2 separate regions of the Mus musculus genome follow, and region 1 is linked to region 2. The links are chromatin contacts, called in public HiCAR-type maps. All regions are on one chromosome and are shown on one strand. The core of a region is the stretch at or near the end of the contact, and the rest is flanking DNA. Distances in the headings are between cores, read along the strand shown.

What was found. HiCAR-type assays count read pairs that join an accessible place to other places.
Region 1: a HiCAR-type map of astrocytes shows a contact between it and region 2, with 2.5 times the contacts expected there. The contact joins two enhancer-like sites. A contact is called at or near these places in 1 of 484 Hi-C or Micro-C datasets (nephron progenitors) and 1 of 115 datasets of contacts at active chromatin or transcription factors (astrocytes).

The regions. Positions count from the first base shown.
Region 1 is chr12:53,748,200-53,753,276 of GRCm38.p6, forward strand. All of the region lies in intron 4 of Npas3 (neuronal PAS domain protein 3), which reads left to right. Among named protein-coding and RNA genes, the nearest start is that of Gm35614, 81 kb to the right of the region's middle. Within about 2 kb of position 1,377, at least 13 of the 459 cell types and tissues checked have an H3K27ac peak or open chromatin away from gene starts, as enhancers often do. A contact at or near this core is called in astrocytes, where this site is marked.
Region 2 is chr12:53,294,471-53,299,625 of GRCm38.p6, forward strand. The region is part of intron 1 of Npas3 (neuronal PAS domain protein 3); the gene reads left to right. Gm51419 (a long non-coding RNA gene) reads left to right here. Exons shown (of 2, transcript XR_003950183.1): 2 at 1-5,155. It overlaps 1700030L22Rik (a long non-coding RNA gene), which reads right to left. Exons shown (of 2, transcript XR_003950182.1): 2 at 4,254-5,155. Among named protein-coding and RNA genes, the nearest start is that of 1700030L22Rik, 20 kb to the right of the region's middle. Within about 2 kb of position 3,666, at least 32 of the 459 cell types and tissues checked have an H3K27ac peak or open chromatin away from gene starts, as enhancers often do. A contact at or near this core is called in astrocytes, where this site is marked.

The DNA of each region.
Region 1 (5,077 bases), core at 127-2,626, 450 kb after region 2:
GTTCAGATTGTTGTTCCACCTATAGGGTTGCAGAACCCTTCAGCAGCTTGGGTACTTTCTCTAGCTTCTCCATTGGGGGCCCTGTGTTCCATCTTATAGATGACTGTGAGCATCTACTTCTGTATTTGCCAGCCACTGGCATAGCCTCATACGAGACACCTATAACAGGGTCCCTTCAGCAAAATCTTTCTGGCATTGTGCAATAGTGTCTGGGTTTGGTGGCTGATTATGGGATGGATCCCGGGGTGGGGTAGTCTCTGTATAGTCCATCCTTTCATCTTAGCTCCCACGTTCCTGTTTTAAGGACTCTGGTTGAGCATTTTGCTTGCTGTCTCCACACCCTTGCCTGTGGGGCTTCTGTGCTGAGGTTTGGCCACTGTGTCATAGTTAATAGAAAAGTTTGCCTGATCTACATTTCTGAGTATCGCTTTAGTCATTTTGTCACTTGCCTGGCGGGAAATACTTTCAAATGTAGTCTATTTGGGAATGTCTCTTTCTAAAAAACAGAAGTCCTGACTTAAATGATTCTTCTTCACATGAACCATATTCTGTGACTCCCAGAAATTGAAGAAAGGTATCAACACCACATAAAAATATCCTGGGCATGAATTCAATGAGACACCTTTGCTTGCCTATGAGTTTAATGTACGAATTTAACAATGCCAGCTTGTTTTCCAAGGTCCTAGCCAATGTGTCTGGTCTTTTAGGTGATCTGGTGGTGGGTGGGAGACATTGCTTGTTCCAGTGCATCTCCACACTGTTTCCTCTAAATAACGGGCACGCTCGATTGCTGTGGTTAAAGGAACATCTTACCAGACTGTCTCTGACAATGACCCAGAAGAAGTCATAATCCAGAGATCATAAAACCACTAGCTCAGGACCCCTGTGTTTCCAGTTAACTTTTCTCTCTGTTCGTCCAGAGCTCTGAAGAGAGGCTGTGTAATTCTGTATCACCCAGCGACACATTAATGACTAGCTTGCGAAACACTGGAGGACCCTCGAGGGATGCCAACACTAGGGTCCATTTTCCCTAGTTGTTTTGATTAAGAACTTTGCATCCTGAAGCCAGCAAACCGAAGTGCCTTAGTCTCTCTGACTTTACTTCCCCCTTGTAGCCCTTCAAGCCTCAGTAGTTTTACCATAGTAATAATTTTTCCCTAAGAGTTTTAAACAAGACTTTGCCATTGGACAGCCTTTGAAACAGTTAGCTTTGCCTCACTATTTTTTGTGACTTGCCAAAATCACAAATAAAAGGGACTATGTCCTCTAATGCTTCTTCCCTGGTCATTATCTTGGAAAATATGCAGAGTCTGGTCCAAGTAGAGTGCTCCCCAAACCTTGCTGTTACTTTGAGAATAGTTTTAATGAGGCTGGCAGCTGAGCCAAGCTCTCCTGTTGTGTTATTATTTGGGCATGTGGAAGCCCAGGTGATTGATCTGTGTGGGAGAACTGGCAACACTCACATGCCCTCTGGGTAGAGGCAGAGCCTCCAGCAGGAAAAATTAGGGAAAGAGAAAAAAAGGAGAGGAAATGTTTATCGCCCATCTCCTTGCGTTTTATGGCGGCGTGCTGGTGAACTGGGAGATGGATGTGTATATTCATGGATTTCACACCACTTTAAGCACTAATAACATTAAATCAACCTTAATACTTCATGCCAAATGTGTTCTAAAAGAGGGAATAATAGGAATTTTTGTTGACTTTAGTAAAGTATCAAAAGTTACACTGGAAACACATAAAATGCTACAATGCAGAGGTCACAATTATGCTAATACCATGATAATATAAAATATTAAGTCACCAAAATGACAGGATTTACAACCAAGCATCCTCAGTCCCCAGAAGCCCTGACTGCAGGCTCACAGTAAACACACCAGCCTGTCCTCCCAAGGAGTCTGATTACAAATTTAAATATGTATATGATTAGAACTCTGCCAGTCTCCCTCCCCTAGAGACAGATGAAGTAAAATTTGATTTATCTCATACCTGGAAACCTATTGTGCTGGGTTCACTCTTTTGCAGGATCAGTACAAGGTCTGATGAATTTTGCATTTCCTGGGATGCTTTGGGGGAAACCAGGGACGACTGTTAATGGTCTTGAATGTCTGTGCAGTCTCATGGAGTGGGAGAGGAATAGCCAGATGTTTGGCAATGGAGTTCTGGCAGATGGAAACCTCTTCTTAGCCTTCTTTTCTTTTCTCCATGCTCTGCGTTCTGTGCTGAGGTTGGGCTGCTGTGGGAGCACAAACCTCATGGCCTTTCATTTGATTTTATTTGATTGGGTTTTTTTTTTGGTGGGTTTTTTTGTTTTTTGTTTGTTTGTTTTTGGGTTTTTTTTTTTTTGAGAATTTTGCACAATGTGGTTTGATCATATTTAGCCCTTCCCCCAACTTTTCACAGTTCTGTCTGTCCTTCCCTACCCATCTGGCTCTGTGTTCTTTATTTTTATCCACAGCAAATCCATTTTGTGCTGCCCATGTATGTGTGGGAGCATGGCCATCCACTGGAACATGGTCAACTTACCAGGGGCAACACTCTTAAAGAGAACTGTCTGTCTCCCAAGAGTTATCCTTTACCAAGTGTTTCCCAGCTAGGGGTGGAACTTCATGCCCAATTCCCCTCTGCATACTGGGCTTTGGATTGTCTTGAGCCTGCACAGGTCCTGCACAGGCTATCACAGCAGCTTTGAGTGCCCGTGTATAGCTGCCCTGCTGTGTCTTGTAGCTACCTACCACTTCTGGCTCATAAACTCTTTCAGTCCCCCCCTCCTCAAGGATACTTAAGTTTTATGAGGAGGCAATATAATGGTTCTGTTGACCAGTTGTGTACCTTGACCGGTTGTGGGTCTATGTGTTGATCACCATCTACTCAAAACATACTTCTCCAATGTGGCTCAAGAGACAATTAATATGCCAGCATAATAATGAGTCTGTTTAGTACTGTGTTCATTTAGCAGAACAGCAGTAGTAAGTTCTGCCCAAGGTTTATGACATAGCAACCCACAGGTTCTTGACCCAGGAATTGTACCAGGTATGGGTTTATCTTCTGGAGTAGGGCTTAAAGCTAGTCAGAGAGTCATTGGCTATTCCCATGAGAGTCATGCCACTGTTGAACCAGTGGCCGTGCCTTGCCAAGCCTGTTGTTACTGTAGCCCACAGGGTTCCCAGCTGGATAAGACTGATGGGTGCTTTTCCCCTACATTAGTGTGTACTGTGAAGTCTAACCAGTAGGGATGAAGCTTCCAGGCCAGTACCAGCTTGATTTCCTCATATTCTGTCACTCAGGTATATGGTATTCACCAATATGTTCTTGTTCTCAACTTCTGGTTGGTAACAAAGAATATTGACAATACCTGGTAGTATTTGGGAAGGTGGAAGGGGTTATGGGACCTCACTGCCTCAATGACCAGCAACTCTGAAAGACATAGCACATCCCTAGCATCTCCATCTCTCTCTCTCTCTCTCTCTCTCTCTCTCTCTCTCTCTCTCTCTCTCCCTCTCTCTCTAACATCCTGTGGTGTCTAGTAGGGTAATTTTAATTCCATGGTCCCCAAGTTAGGGGTCCAAAAGTTTCTAGAGGACAATACCTTTATCAGTGGTCACAGTGGTCAGGAAAGGCAACAGCATTATAACCAGGCAAACGCTCTCTTAGTAGTGTCACACTTCTGGCCTGATGATGCTAACTTCTGTCTCTTAACCATTATCATTATGTAAATAGAAGCCTCGGTAAAATAAATACATAATTAAACTGTTACTATAAACTAATGTTCCTTAATATTATTCAGCTGTTTTATTATGCCAACTAGGACCCACAAATGCATGTTTACAGGGGATAGGCTCTTTTCTTTGCTAAATGCATAGGCATCACCTGCACAGTAGCTTGCTCCGATAAATAAAATAAATGTGCTCACTCGTTGCCCTGCTCTGTGTCTGTTGGGGCTCATCCTCCTTCCACCTGTAGAATGTAGAGTAACCCTGCTTCCCAACCATGGGACAACCAGCTAGAAGGGAAGGCTCCTCTCCCCGAGCTAGGCCACTGCTCTCACTGCTCTCCACTGCAGCACCATTAATGCTAATATTAAGAGTGGCAGTACAATAAAACTAGTCACCCCCAAAGGAACTCCTAGTCCTGTGCCGTTCCACCAAGCTCTAAAGCCATGGTTTCAAAGCGTTGCTGCCAGTCCCTGGGGCTTACAGCCCAGTTCCTATAGGAGCTGGCACCATCAAAAGAGCAGTGTGGCTCTGTGGCGCTTTTCCCGCTCAGCCCTCCATTTTCACAAGGGCCAATCAATAGTTCTTGATCTCCAATTTTGTGCGAAAACTCTGTTTGTGCTGAGCCCCGCTGGCAGCCACTTCGTTGCCAGCTCCCTCTTCCTGAAACAAAAGGAATGTGTTCTTCCTTTCAACAGGATGGAACTTCTGAACACATTTATTTTCTTCAATTCATGAAGAACCAGCTAGGGTTGGAGGGTTTCTGCAGTTCCTTGTGTGACTTGGAGAATGTGGATGTATGGGAAAGGCATTTCTAGCGTTGTCAAAATTATATTTGTTCCTAAACAAATGGAGTCTCTTTGCCTTCTTACCTCAGAGGCTTAAGTTGGCGTCTTCCCAAGCACAACCTTTTGGATAATAAATTCTTTCTGAAAGGAAGCACAGAGCCCGTTTGATGTTATAAATAGTGTATATAGTGGAAGGGAACGGGCCTGTAATCGCAGCACAAGGCCTGCACAATGTCTGTGGGATAAAGTGAGTCTTATTCTCTGCTCAACACTTGGGAACTTCCATTTGAAGATATATCTTAATGACCATTTTAGTAAGTCGAGGGATTTGTTTTGTTTTACCTTTTTGCTACTAATCTATTTATACTCTCTGATCTGTGGATACACATCTATGACTACAGCCAGCAGACATTTAGAGATGATTCCGTCATCTGCGGCTATCATGGGGCCACTGAGCAGGCTGCTGTGAGGCAAATTACAGGCTGAGATAAGTTCTGGAAAAGAGTAAGATCCTGTGTTCTGTGGAATTCCTAGAGAAATTCCTAAAGGAGATTTCGTTCATACCCTTCCCCTAACTTT
Region 2 (5,155 bases), core at 2,416-4,915:
CTTGTGGATGTAGAGGGTAAAGGGGATACCTTAGCAAGGTTTCCGGATACATTCTCCAGCTGACCTGCAGCTTGTAGACATCTACTCCTTAGTCGTCTTACTACAAGTTATTTCCTCTACAAATGTTTGCAGTCTTCGTAAGTATATTAGAGAGCCTTTGGGCATTGTATTGTTTCTCATAGCATGTGGTACTTTGGTTATCAGAATGAAGCCTTCCTTGTTGAGCATTCCCCACAGCCAGGTGGAGATGTAACTGCAAAGATGATTTTTCATCACTCTGTAAAACTGGATTTTTCCAGTTCTCAAAGAACACTTACATTTCTTTAATGTTAGATTATAAACTCTAATTCATTCTGATAATGGTTTAGAAATAGACTCTTTGAAATAAGGATTGCAATGTACTAACAGAGGGGCTGTAGCGACTCGCAGACGTGGTGAGGATCCAGACTTTCAGCTGCTCTGTTACTGTCTGAGGAGACTGGTGAAATCTGTATTTATGTGATGTTTTTCTTACAAGGACTCTGGAGGTTACAGACAGTGGTGTGTCATCATCTTGAGATGCCACCAATCAGTAGGGAAGCATGGTGGCAACAACATGGAGCCGATACGCACCCTTCTGTTGACCGTGCCGTTACTGAACTCCTGTTACATAAAAGTTCTCTGCGTTCTAATCTACCACAATCCACATTTGTGCTCCCCAAGGCCTTTCAATTTATATTTTCCTGTAGGTAGTGATTCCCTGGTTCCCTATCATGTAGTCATTTGCATGCATTGATTGAGCACCTGCTGTATAATACACACTGAGCTGGTGGCTAGAGATTGCAGGTAACCAGATGAGACACTGCACATCTGGGATCTCCTTGCCTAAATGTGGGAGGGCCAAGTGAAGACGGACAAATGTGTAGAGTAACATTGGCTGCTAATGTGATACACTGGCCTGGTCATGTGTAGCTAGAGGTACTGTGTGAGCCTAGGAGTCAGGAGCAGATGTCAGGGGTGAGGGCACCCTTTGACTATTGAAGTTGGGGAAGTCTCTGGATCTGTAAAGTGAAGCTGGGGGGTCGGGGGTGGGGTGGGGAAGTTATAGAGAAATCTACAGAGGCTGTTGTGACTGGATACACGTGGTCAAATCCCAGGAGGGGAGGCTGGAAAGCGGTCTTTAAATCTTGCATTTCACATAGTGGATTTGGGTCTTTTATACTTTTTTATCACTGTGCTCATGAATTGAATTGAACTAAAAGAACTAGAAGGATCAGTGTGTGTGTGGTGAGAGAGCTGGATAGACTTTAACAAGATAACTCCATTCCTAATACAGAAGAGACAGGAAGGAGGGGTGGTCAGAGACAGGAGACATCAGTGCGGGGCCACTGCAGCTCTCTGGGAAGGAAGTGTGCCCTGTCCAGAACAGTGAGCAAGGAGACAGGCTTGGCAGATAACAGGAAGCAAAGCTACAGCAATTAATCACCGGACGTGAAGGGCGGAGGACAGGCAGGGGCCGTGAGACGGGAGTCTGACTCTGTACTGTGCTTCTGTTCCCTGGCATGGGGAGTGCAAGGAAATGGACAGATTTATGCCAGAAGATGTGATGAGTCTCGCTTTGGATATTTAGAGACTGAAGCCTCCCATTAGAAACCCAAAATGGCAGAAACCCAAATATTTGCAGACTAATCCAGAGTATGAAAATAATTGAATGTATGCGATAAGCAAATGCTTGCTGAATGATTGAATGGATGCGTAGATTAGCCATCAATTCATTACATTTTAAATGACTATTATTGACTTGCTGTAATTATTTTAAAAACCATAAGGCACAATAGGAAGCATTCTAATTATTTAGAAGTAGCAGAAGTAATTCATTTTGTTGCTTAAAAATTTCCAAATAAGTTAATGTGGCTCCGCTGGACTCTTAGAATTGATTAGCGAGAGTGCCTTCTCTCCTCACTACCCTTGCTGCTTGCTGCTGGAAGGTCTTTGTAACAGTACAAGGCTACCAGTTCGAGGAGGGAAAGAGTTAAAACTAGGGAGATAATTTCTCAACACTCACTGGAGGATTAATCCCTGGGATTAAAATACAAAGCATTTAGATGAGGTACTGGCCCTTAAACCCTTGTTTATATCCCTGTGATGGTGGTGGGGAGCCAATGGAGGTAGAATTCTCCCCTCCAGCTCCTCAAATAATAAGGATTCCTTTGATCGGTGGATAGTTACTTATCACTTCTTCATTTATGGCACTCAGCTCACTCAAAACAATCTGGGCTGTAAATGCTGTTCCGTACATTTAGCATTATAAAATACTCTTCGGGGTTTGTTATAAACACTCTTTGGGGGGTTCACAGGGATTTGGTGCTCCTTGCCTTAGTAATAGGAGTCTATCTAAGTCGGCTAGTTAGCTTAGCCAACTCGGAAGTGAGATGTCAGAACTCACAGCGCAGATCTGTCTCTCTTGGATAGACTTGCCTGAGCCACTTTCCTGAGGCTGGGAAGATCAGAATGCCACATTGTTTGTTTACAGTGAGAAGTGCAGACATACAGACAGAACCCTTGTGTCTCAGTCAGGGTCTCTGTTCCTGCACAGACATCACGACCAAGAAGCACTTGGCGAGGAAAGGGTTTACTCAGCTTTTCTTCCATACTGCTGTTCCTCACCAAGGAAGTCAGGACTGGAACTCAAGCAGGTCAGGAAGCAGGAGCTGATGCAGAGGCCATGGAGGGATGTTCTTTACTGCCTTGCCTCCCCTGGCTTGCTCAGCCTGCTCTCTTATAGAACCAAGACTTCCAGCCCAGGGATGGTCCCACCCACAAGGGGCCTTTCCCCCTTGATCACTAATTGAGAAAATGCCTTACAGCTGGATCTCATGGAGGCATTTCCCTAACTGAAGCTCCTTTCTCTGTGATAACTCCAGCTTGTATCAAGTAGACACACAAAATCAGCCAGTAGACCTTGTCTTAGCCATTCCCAGGCATTCTCTTCCAACATGGAGATTTGGGATTGCACTCTGAAGGTGCCTAGCGAATGTGAAGTCAGAATAGGGTAGCTGCATAACTGTCGGTAGCCTGGTCTTCCCAGCTTCAGGTGGACTCTACACTAGGAGCGGGGACCTCAGAGGTTGCAACTTATGGCTGATCCTACCCAAGTCATGCATAGAGGGGCAGTGCCGTCTTTATCTTTGTTGTTTTCATGTTCTGAATCATTCTTATAGTTAAGGGATCTCTGTACCATATAGGTTTTTGTGTGTGTGTTACCAAGTAATTCTTAAATCTTGATGGCTTAGAGACCATTCTGTTCCTATCAGATACCCATTTCACCTCTGATATGCTATTGTCATGGTAGAAACATCAAAGCAAATTTAATCTCCCGATGATGGCACTGTTTAGCTCCCAGGTACTGCCAGTGTCTAGAGCTGAAGTCATGGAGATAATTGGCAATGGCTGGCTCTCTGCCTGATACAAAGCTTGTGGTGGAGATATTGTTATAGTAACACTTGCTTTATCAGTACTGTATGGGAGAAGGTAGGGAGCCTAGGAGGTAGGGCATCCATGTTTGCTGAGCCACATTAAGGCATAAACTAAAGACCTAAAACTTCAGACGCAGATAAATAAATGGTATATATACTGACAACTTAGAAAACAACACATGAAACTATGGTTACGTTCAGGATGATGCAAGAGTCCAAAGCTTTATGTAACCGGAGGGATGATGATGCTGATCAAATACAGAGGTCAGGCTGTGTGTTTGTAAAGGTAAATTACAATTCTCTGAGACATATTGCATTTATACTGGGGTCTCCCTAATAAGGTAGAAATACCCCACAGGCCCTAACAGCACTGGAGCTCACGTGAAAGGCAAGAAAAGTGAACGTAGGTTAGTCGTGACTGAGAAGTCCTAGAGGTTTGAGAGTAGCAAGAACAGATTCTAAGAAGGAAATGAAAGGAACACTTTCAAGGAGACTGCTGAAGAGCAGCGGCAGGAGATCTGAGGAAGTGAGTCGTTCTATGAGGGATTGTAGCCAAATACTGTAAAATCACGGCTCTGTGGGTGGGAAGACCTCAGCTGGCGAGAACTCTAGAGGAATTATAGCCAACTGCATACAGCGAGAAACTTTTGTACCAGAGACAACCACTCCATTCCACACCAGTGTCAAATATGATGGAAGAGCCTTTTTGCCACCACTTTGTATTTTGTGTCTGCCTAAGTTAAGCTTCTTTTCCAGTGTAAAGGGTAGAAGGTCTGGCCTCTGCTGGTTGTGCTTTCATTTCCCACCGTAAACGAGCCATTCTCTAATGAATTTGTACAGCGCTTCATTTGTAATTTACAGTGAGATAGTTTGAAGCGAAATAAAAGCCTTAGAAGAGTTAATGCCGCTGCCTTTTGGAGGAACCTGGCATCTTCAGGGACGCCCCATCACACACCGTCCGATTGTGACGTCTGAAATGGTAGCAGGAAATCTTCCCAGTTCCTTTTGGCATTATCACATGCTCTGATTAATTAAGCACTTTTGTTTACATAAACAGGATTTTAGCTTATCGGAGTCCAGAAGGAATTTGAAGAGGAGGATTTTTTAAGTTGAATTAATTGCCTTCTGCCCCGGGGAAAAAGCAGCAGCAAATTTGCAGAGAAACCCTCCTCGGGATTTTTCGAGTTCAAAGGTGATGGGAGTCAGTCTGGCGATCACTGGAGGAAGGGGAGGCAGGTGTGGATGGGGGGGCCGGGAGAGGAAGTGATGTGTCAATCTGTGTGAAACAATGTGTCACAAGCCCTGTGAATACTGTTCACACACATGCTTATGTTGGATTTTAATGTACACTGCTGAGAAAAGAAAGCAAATGCTCGTGGCGTTCCATGGTACCTTGTTATTCCATCTAACGGAACAGACACTTGCCAACTGACTTCCCGCCTATTAAATTAATACCGTGTTAACGAAAATTAAGAGAGGCTAATACTGCTCACACGTATCCTTCAGCAAAAGACAAAAAAACCAAACAGACCCATAACCAAAGTAATTAAATATACTAAACCCTTGTAAACTAACGATTAGAGAACAAAATATTTTTCTTCGTTAAGATGTTATTGTAAATGGATAAACTGTTTTTATAAAACCGTAAGTGAAATCCACAAGACAACGTAGTATTGGAACCTTGAGTATAAAAAGAATGG